Regions from separate parts of the Pan troglodytes genome. Here region 2 is linked to region 1. The links are chromatin contacts, called in public Hi-C maps. All regions are on one chromosome and are shown on one strand. The core of a region is the stretch at or near the end of the contact, and the rest is flanking DNA. Distances in the headings are between cores, read along the strand shown. Region 1 overlaps CAPZB (capping actin protein of muscle Z-line subunit beta). Region 2 overlaps CAPZB (capping actin protein of muscle Z-line subunit beta).

Region 1 (4,819 bases), core at 724-3,223:
TTAATCCATTTTCTTGCCTGAGTGATTCAGGTGTCCCCATTAAACTCTCTTCCATCTGCTGCATGCTTCCCAGTGCAGAGAGGCCAGAGGGCCCCCGAAAGCCTCCCCATTCACAAAAGCCCAAATGACCAGGGCTGTTTTGGTTTAAAGCACAATTTGGGTTCACATAACACCTCATTATGCTTCCCCGACATCTGTTTCCACACCAGCATCAGATGCTGGGAACTAGAGCTTGAAAACACTGCAGGGCTGCAGAGCTCTCAAGAGCTGTGCCCATTCCACCCCTGCAGGGCCTAAGAATGCAGCCCTCAGCCAGGCGCAGTGGCTCACGCCTGTAATCCCAACACTTTGAGAGGCTGAGGCAGGAGGATCCCTTGAGCTCAGGAGTCCAAGGCTGCTGTGAGCTATGATTGAGCCACTGCACTCCAGCCTGGGTGACAGAGTGAGACCCCATCTCCTAAAAAAGGGGGCTAGGCACTGACAATAGGAACTCCAAACTATGCATATAGACTAAGACGCTGAAACAATATATTGAAAGGTTAACAGTGCTGCTGGCAAGCTAAGATTATGAATTATTTTTGTTTCTTCCCTCTTTTCTATATTTTCAAACTTTTCCATAATAAACATACTGCTTTTATAACAAAACAAAAAACACAATAAACTTTTATTTAATGATACTATCAGGTTACAAAGGGCTCCCTCCTGATGGGGAGAGGGGTCCCTTGCCACTGGTGCTCACACTCAACCAAGCGCCATCCACTCCCCTCCACTAGCCTGTGGGCCTTTCACTAGCTCGGGGTCCCCAAGGCCTGGCACATAGGAGGCGCTCAGGGAATGATGATACACAGGGGTTGGGGGTGGAGTCGTGAAAAGGAAGTCAATGATAAACTCTGAGGTATCAGCTGTGCGGCAGGGTGGGGCGGAGCAGGGCAGGGCAGGGCAGGGCAGGAGAGTGTACTGAAATAGAAGAGGGTAAATCAGAGCCTCCTTCCACCCAGGACTTCCTTCTCAGCATGGCCCTGCCTCCCACCCAGCTGCTTTGAAAGCTCTCCCACCCCTCACTCTTCTGGCTCCTCTGAGTTTAAATTAGTCGTTTCCCCAGCACCCGCCATGCCCTCCTGGGCCACTGAGTCGGCACACGCCGTCTCTCTGCCTGCCATGTCTCTGGGCCCACCTCTCCTCCTCCTGGCAAATGAGCCCTCTCACCTCCACTTCAACAAAATCGGTCCCCTGGGACCCATGCCTTGAATCTCTCAGCGAGACGCCTCCTTCAATGCACGGCTGCGCTCAGACACAGCCCCGACAGCAATTATCTTCCATTCTACAAGTCCGTCCGTCTGTCTGACTGGCTCCCACCAATGGTCTCCGTATAGCGATGGCAAGTACCTTTTCATGCCCACCCCCAAGCTGGGCACACAATATTAATCAATGTCTCTTTGAATGAATGGACAAGGAGATGGGTATGAAGGCCAGCAGTAGTCAAAGGAAGCTTGGCGGTGAAGACGGGATAGAGCCAAGCCCTGCAAGGCAAGACAGAAAGACACAGGCAGGAGGGAACAGGCAGGGAAGGGGGAGCCACAAGCTGGTGGTGGCCAGAGGATTGTGGGTGCTCTACAGATGAACATCTTTTACAGCAGTAGATGACTATATGTATATAGTGTGTACTTTCTATATACAGCAATTGATATTGTTTTCCATTCATGGTAAGGACAAAGTTTCCTTCCTAAATAATTTAAGTTAAAAAGTGAGGAAACTTAAAGAAAAAATTAATAAATAACAGTTCTGGCATAGAGATTAATACGGCAAAAACCATGAGCTAACCTTAGAACACATTTTTGCAGGAAGGGAGTCCTCTCAACTTGGCCAGAACAGGGAGATTGAGGAAGTGAAGTGAAGCCTGCTAGGCAGGGAGGATGAGTCAGCTCAGAGGGCTCTGGGGACAGGCAGTGAGGCGGCGGCCACAGAGAGAGCATTTGTCAGAGCAAAGTGACTGGTTCAAGAAGGTGCAGAGAGAAAAAACACTCTACACTCGCCCTCCTGGGGACTTATCTCAAGGAAGAAAGATACTCAAAAGGAGGAAAAGAATACACACACACACACACACACACACACACACACACACACCCGCCCGCCCACTGCAAGCAACAGAGAGCACAGTAAAGGGCTTGCAAATTGTTCACTTCTGTAATGCCCACAAGCACCCAGGTCGGGGGGTATTCCACAGAACCACAAGCCCGGGACAGACGGACTACTGTGCTTCACTCAACACTAGCACATCTTCCAAACTACAACACCGTCTTCACATGTCACATGTTAATGGCTGCATTCCATTCCACTGTGGCTTGAGCACAAGAGTTTGAGACCAGACTGGGCAACATGGTGAAACCCCGTCTCTACAAAAAATGCAAAAATTGCTGGGTGCGGTAGAGCACATCTGCAGTCCCAGCTACTCAGGAGGCTGAGGCGAGAGGATTGCTTGAGCCCGGGAGGTGGAGGCTGCAGTGTGCTGTCATCACACCACTGCACTGTAGCCTGAGCAAAAACATGAGACGCTGTCGCCAGAAAATAAAAAATAAAAAAATAGTCCATTGCATAGATGTGCCACCATTTTTACCTACCGTTGGACAACCACTTTCTCCAGTGTCTTGTTAAGACGATTCCTGTCCCTATGTACCCCATAAACATGAGCTACAGATCAAAGGGACCTGGGCTTGAATCTGGACCTTTCCTTAGATTTCTTCTTGAACTCAGGCCATTGGCATTCTGACTGTTCGAGCCAATTGCCACGAAGCTCTCTCACAAGGTCCTATTTGGAAAATGTGGTCTTTCCATGCATCACTGAAGAAGGATATTCAAAGATGAGCTTTGAAACAGGCCTAAGTTTATGTGGCAGAAAAGACTCACACAAGAGTGTAGAATCTAGATTCTAGAGTGTTAGACATAGGACCTGATCCCAGTGCTCCAGTGGTTTACTGTGGGACCTTGGTCAAGCCCCAAACCCCTGTGAGCAGTAAAATTCCATGACACAGCAGAGGCTGAGGGCAAAGGCTTTTAAATTCAGAGCAGCTGGGTTCAAGACCTGACTCTGCCACTTATTAGCAATTTATATAAAGTCTAAATCTGTATCATTCTGAATTTACATAAAGGCCTAAATTCATAGGATCCCATGCTTAGAAGGATTCTGGGAAGGAAACGGAACGGTGCATGCAGAGGACCAGGTGAAGTGCCCAAGAACCAATGCCACCACCTGGCCTGCCTTCCTAGCTCTGAGGCCTGCTGAATGCTAAGGCTGAGGTGTGAGCTGCTTGTACAGTGGCCCCCCTTTATCCTCGGGGGATACCTTCCAAGACCCCCAGTGGATGCCTGAAACCTTGGATAGTACCAAACCCTATATATACTGTTTTTTCCTACACATGCATACCTATCATGTTTAATTCATAAACCAGGCACAGTTATTATCAATAACTGATAACATCGAACAATTCTAACAACATACCATAATAAAAGCTACGTGAATGTGGTATTCTTTTCAAAATACTGGACTGGGGTTGATGGCGGGTGACTGAAATTGCAGAAATCGAAACTATGGAAAAAGGGGGGATGATTATACTTGTTCCAAAACGAGGCCCATCACCTAAGGCTTGGAAATCACTCTTTCCCCATTTGTTTCCCTTTAGATTCTGACATGTAATGAAATTCAAGTGGGAATTTTATCAGTTAACCCAATGCCTCAAACTGACACTGGAGTAAGTAGTCAAGCCTCTTGAAGCACTCGGAGCACAGACCCCAAGGGTGCAGGGCTGAGGATCCCACACTCACAGTATTTACATGACCACATTCTGACAATTAGTCACATGATGGGAGGGCCCTTCGTTGGAACCATGGCAACCAGTTCTTGTCTGTTACGTCAAGAAATGCTTCCTCGGCTGGGCGCTGTGGCTCACACCTGTAATCCCAGCACTTTGGGAGGCCGAGGTGGGCAGATCACAAGGTCAGGAGATCAAGACCATCCTGGCTAACACGGTGAAACCCCATCTCTACTAAAAATACCAAAAAAAATTAGCCAGGCGTGGTGGCGGGTGCCTGTAGTCCCAGCTACTCGGGAGGCTGAGGCAGGAGAATGGCGTGAACCCAGGAGGCAGAGCTTGCAGTGAGCCGAAATCGCTCCACTGCACTCCAGCCTGGGAGACAAAGCGAGACTCCGTCTCAAAAAAAAAAAAAAAAAAAAAAAAAAGAAATGCTTCCTCAACAACCAATATGCATCTCACAGATAGTATGTAACCAAGATAAAAGTAGGATCCTTGAGGATATTCCCAGGATTCTCCTACGTGCTCTCCATCTGGAATACAGAAAGCTCAGAAACCATGGGCCATCAGCACACAGGGAAAACCAGTTCTGTGGCAGGCAAAAGGACAAGGGTATTCTAGTTAGAAGGTTGATAAACGCCTCCAGATAAAGTTATTAGAGGAAGGACAGATGAAATCAGTGTTTAAGAAAATGCGAGGCCTGTTTCCCAGGAATATTACCTAGTGCAAAGTAGGATGAAAAAGTAAAAGAGGTTGTCATGAACTGAGGACATGGAGACCCTACTCATCTCGAAGGCAGATGTTGCCATCTACAGCCTAGAGCTCTAAACCCTCTGAGGTTAGGGATCTCTTTCAACATCTCTGGGTGGCTCAAACCCTTGGGGCATGAACTAATAACCTGTCGGTTATGTAGGCAGGCAGCAGACTGTGGCCTCTGCTCGTCCCTGGCCGCAGGTGTAACACAGCCAGGGCAAGGAACCAGCTGGTCCTGAGTGTGAACACCAGCTTAGCCA
Region 2 (4,819 bases), core at 990-3,489, 78 kb before region 1:
AAACTGGCACTGCTTGTCCTACAGTGAAAAGCCTCTGGGACTTGATATGGCCAACTGACTCCACCCAAGCAGGCACGATTTTTGCCTTTTGGATCAACTCTCAAGCTGGGCCATAGTTTTGGCCATATTTCCATCAGCGCTGTTTCTTTTGATCAAAGATAATCTGCTCTGGAATAATAACATTTTCGTTGTCATGGGGAATGAGAAATGTGGAATAATACATAGTGTGCCCACAGACTTGGACCACAGCAGCTGCCCAAAGGTGCATTAGTCACGACCTGGCACCATCACTGATCCCGTCTCATACCCACGCCGTCCCTCCACCTCTGCCCAAAACTCCTCAAACAACCACCCGGTCCCATTCACCACTCCCTGAACATGCACGTGCATCCCCCACTTAAACATCTTCCCCATTGAGGGTTGCTGGATAAAATAGAGGGAGGCCAGTTCAATCTGAATTTCAGATACACAATGAATAACATTTTAGTATGAATACTTCCTAAAGGTTACATGGGTCATGTGTTTTTTTTTCTCAATGAGATGGAGTCCAGCTCTGTCACCCAGGCTGGAGTGCAGTGGCGCGATCTCGGCTCACTGCAAGCTCCGCCTCCCAGGTTCATGCCATTCTCCTGCCTCAGCCTCCCGAGTAGCTGGGATTACAGGTGTGCGCCACCACGCCCAGTTAATTTTTGTATTTTTAGTAAAGACGGGGTTTCACCACATTAGCCAGGATGGTCTCTATCTCCTGACCTCATGATCCACCCACCTCGGCCACCCAAAGTGCTAGGATTACAGGTGTGAGCCACTGCGCCTGGCCAGGCCATGTATTTTTATTTGCTAAATCTGACAGCCAATCCCCACTGCTCTCTTAAATCTTGCTGATCCTTCAGGGCCTGGCCCAAACTCCAACTTCTTTATCAAGATGTCAAATTCTTCAGAATTCCTGCAGTAACACTAATATCAACTGAATCCTAAATGCTTTGGGGATGGCTGTTCTAATACTGCCAATGGCTTTCACCTTACTCCTTCCTCACCACTTAGCATTTTTCATTGTGAATTGACTCCACACCTACAGAGGCCAAGACAGGCCCTTCAGCCTCAGCGCAGCATCACGCCCGCTGCAGCAGGGATCAGTCAATGCATGCTGATTCCATGTAAGTGGATATTAATCCTGTGGTCTGAGGTCATATTACAGAACCAGAATGAAAGCAGTGTATCTCTGTAATCTAACCAGTCCCTACACTCATCTGAACCCCGGCCCCCGCCCCCTACTCATGTCGAGTGCTTAGAGCAGTGGAAGAAATCACATTAAGTGTCACAGACCATGGGTTTGTACAGTGATTTAAATGAAACGACAGGTCCAAACAAAGCCGAGAGTTCACTTTGGGGTGTGTGTGGCACTGGCTCTGTCGCCTCCAAAGCCAGGGAGGGCCTCTGAGGAGGAGGAGCGGTGCTGACACGCGGCAGCCGGATGGTTTCTGTCTAAACCACCCATCTGAACTGCCTAACAGCCTTGGAGGGAACGTTCAGATAACACCAAAGGTGTCACACCAATCCAGGCTGTTGGGGGGATTTAAACATAATTCCCAGTGACTTGGAATAATAAACACTACACTGGTCAGGACAGTGCCTGCCGTCTTTCTGGTGGGAGTTCAGGGCTCCACCAGTTCCTCTGCTGCCACAGGAGTGTGCCCACCCCAGGGAGCAGGAGCCACAAGTCCTTCACCACCGATACTTTTGCCAGGCTCGGTGGTACCCAGGAGGCCACTGGAAAGACGGGTGGGGAGTGGGTAAAGTGAACTAGGGCAGGGAGAAGAAAAACCCCCAGAAGGTAGAAGGTAAGGGAGAGACTAGGATGCCATTGGCAACGGCCTCAGGTGACACCTGAATAATAATCCGTGGAAGGACCAGGTGATCGTAATAGCCCTGTCCTGCGTGGCAGGCACTATGCTAGCAGCTCTCCCTGCCCTTCCCTATGATCCTGACAATGGCTCTTCACACAGACACGCGCTCCAGTCCTTGTTTTAAAGAAGGGGAAACAGGGCCTTAGAGAAATAACTTGACCAGAGGCATGCAGCTACGGGCCAATGTCTGAGGAAGGACATGCAGATATATACAGCACAGCTAGGTTCAAAAAGAAACTGCTTTTGCCCAAACTGAACCCTTTTTTTTTTTTCTTAAATCATCCAACCCAACAGCTGATCACACGAAGAGATACAAATCAGAAGTTTCCGGCCACAAGTGAGGTTCGTGTTTGTGCCGCCATATGGTTCTACTTTGCCTCTTCCTCTTCTCCATTAGTTATTAATGTTGAAAAAAATTGTTCAACCAGAAAAAGAAACTTGAGATGAACCCTTAAAAAAAGCACAAAAGCCAGAGCAGCTCAGACCCACGGAGTCTAACCCACGGCGCCCTTGTCTTTAAGAAGTGCACCCTTGTACCTCGGTTTTTTTAAAAATGGCCAAATGAACACATTCCATCTTTTGATCTGCCTGTTGGCCAAGAGCCCACCACCAGTGAGATAGGAATCAAAAACAGATTCTGCGTACTCGGGTGCGCTCAGAGGAAACTGCCACGCCAGAATGCTGTAGCTGCCGACGTCCAGCAGAGGGCTCTGTGACAATTTGTTCCTTCTATTTTTCCAGAAAGCCCAAAACTTTCTTAAAAAGATAAAAGAGCATTTCACGTGGCACATACACTCGTGTCAGAAACAAAATATACAGTGTGGCATTCTGTAAAAACAGCAACCTCGAAACCGAACAGGTTCAAATCCTCGGTCAGTCACTTGCTGGCTGAGTGTAACCTTCCTAAGTCTCTGGAACTGGGGGTTACAACATCCATGTCAAGGAGAAATTCACACTGTTCCATAAACCCCGAATGCCCGCTCCAGGCCCGTGTCAGGTGCAAGGGCTCAGCACGGGAAGAGATGGACATGGGCGGCCCTGCTCTGACAGCAAAGTCCAGCCACAGAGGCATCCCCAAGAGGCAAGGGTAGGCCAGGCATGGTGGCTCACGCCTGTAACCAGCACTTTGGGAGGCTGAGGACGGTGGATCACTTGAGTTCAGGAATTCAAGACCAGCCTGGCCAATGTGGCAAAACCCCATCTCTACTAAAAATATACAAAAATTAGCCAGGTGTGGTGGTGCGCGCCTATAATCCCAGCTACTCAGGAGGCTGAGGCAGGAGAATCACTTGAATCTGGGAGACAGAGGTTGCAGTGAGCCAAGTCTGTGTCACTGCATTGTAGCCTGTGTGACACAGAGAGACTCTGTCTCAAGGTAAAAAAAAAAAAAAAAGAAAGAAAAAAAAAGAGGCAGGAAGCGAACCTGCAGGAGACGACAGAAGGGGGTTGCTGTGGGGGCAAGTCAGCAGTCTAGGAGGTGGCACAGAGATGACATGTGAATAATGACCAAGGAGCCGGGCCTCCAAGACTGCAGGGAAAAATAACAGGGGCATCCCAAGAAGAGGGAAGAGCTGACATGAGGCTCTGCTGCAGAGGCCACTGAGGCAAGTGCAAGAACAGAGAGGAGCAAAGCGCGGCTGGAGTGAGACCCAGTGAGGCAGCACGCAGCACCTCCTGGGTCACTCCAAGTGTGAGGGCAGGCCCTGGCACACTGCTTTTCTTAAGAATGAAAAAAAAAAAAAAAAAAAAAAAAAAGGCCCGCTGCAGTGGCTCGCTTGAGATCAAGAGTTCAAGACTAGCCTGGGCAACAGAGCAAGACTCCGTCCCTACTAAAATAATAATAATAAAAATAGCCAGGCATGGTGGCGTGTTCCTGTAGTCCCAGCTACTCAGGAGGCTAGGGTGGGAGGATTGTTTGAACCCGGGAAGTCGAGGCTGCAGTGAGCCGTGTTTGTACCACAGTACTCCAGCCTGGGTGACAGAGTAAGAACCTGACTCAAGAAAAAAAGTGTTTACTTATGTATAATAGGTAATACATTCACATAGGTCAGAATTCAAAAAGGTACAAGAGCACATGCTGGGAAAGGCCTCCCAGTGAGGGCCTGCAAGCTGGCTGCCCTCGCCTAGGGAGATGGCCTCCAGGTCAGGATCCCTTCAGTGGGGCTCCCTTCACCGGTCTGTCCAGGTGGACACATGGCCTCCACCAGCCTATGAGAGATGCAGGAATCCCCACCCCACCACCACTACTTAGTGTAGAGAAAACACAAGCCTGCTCCCCAACTCCCCAAGGGCAGCTTCGTTACAGGGACCCCAGTTTGTCATTAGGAACATTGAGCCACGGAAGCACAGCTTCACGTAGCCGAGGCTGGAGCTTCCGACCCATTTTGCCTAATGGCTCTCTGAGCATGGCCACCTCCGCAATGAGAAGGCACCTGCACAGGCGGCAGCTTCGCACCGGGCCTGAAAGTCACACCCGGGTGGCCAAGCTTGTTTTGGATGGGAAGCAGCTGTGCTCCCAGAGACTCAGGCAAGTGGTACCCCTGAGTAACCAGAGGGAGACCTCAGGGGCTCCCGCTCACCCCAGGAAGCATCAAAACATATCTCCTTAGGATAATAGCCACGTGAGCTAGGGTATGGCGCACGTATTCGGAGGCAGGATTGAGGGCACCCCCCCACCTGTGGATGAGAAAACCCAGGCACGGGGAAGCTGCTGGCCCCGGCTGTCCCAGCCAACACGAGGTGGAGAGGAATGAGAATCTCAATTTGAGACTGACCCAGCTCTTCCAAAGACCAGGCCCCACCGGGTCAACAAGGCGAGCTGCCCCCATCCCCAGTCAGGCTCAGGGGACAGGGGAGGAAAAAAGAATAGAATTGGGGGAATTATGGGACTGTGAGGACCAAAGCTTTTTCCCCCA

The links. Hi-C and Micro-C count contacts between places; a contact is called where the count stands out from the background.
Region 2: a contact with region 1 is called in a Hi-C map of blood, with 4 times the contacts expected there. The contact joins two enhancer-like sites. A contact is called at or near these places in 2 of 7 Hi-C or Micro-C datasets (blood and stem cell-derived neural progenitor cells) and 1 of 1 datasets of contacts at active chromatin or transcription factors (stem cell-derived excitatory neurons).

The regions. Positions count from the first base shown.
Region 1 is chr1:211,727,350-211,732,168 of NHGRI_mPanTro3-v2.0_pri, reverse strand. All of the region lies in intron 1 of CAPZB (capping actin protein of muscle Z-line subunit beta), which reads right to left. Among named protein-coding and RNA genes, the nearest start is that of CAPZB, 15 kb to the right of the region's middle. Within about 2 kb of position 1,973, at least 5 of the 24 cell types and tissues checked have an H3K27ac peak or open chromatin away from gene starts, as enhancers often do.
Region 2 is chr1:211,806,096-211,810,914 of NHGRI_mPanTro3-v2.0_pri, reverse strand. The region is part of intron 2 of CAPZB (capping actin protein of muscle Z-line subunit beta); the gene reads right to left. Among named protein-coding and RNA genes, the nearest start is that of SLC66A1, 79 kb to the left of the region's middle. Within about 2 kb of position 2,239, at least 1 of the 24 cell types and tissues checked has an H3K27ac peak or open chromatin away from gene starts, as enhancers often do.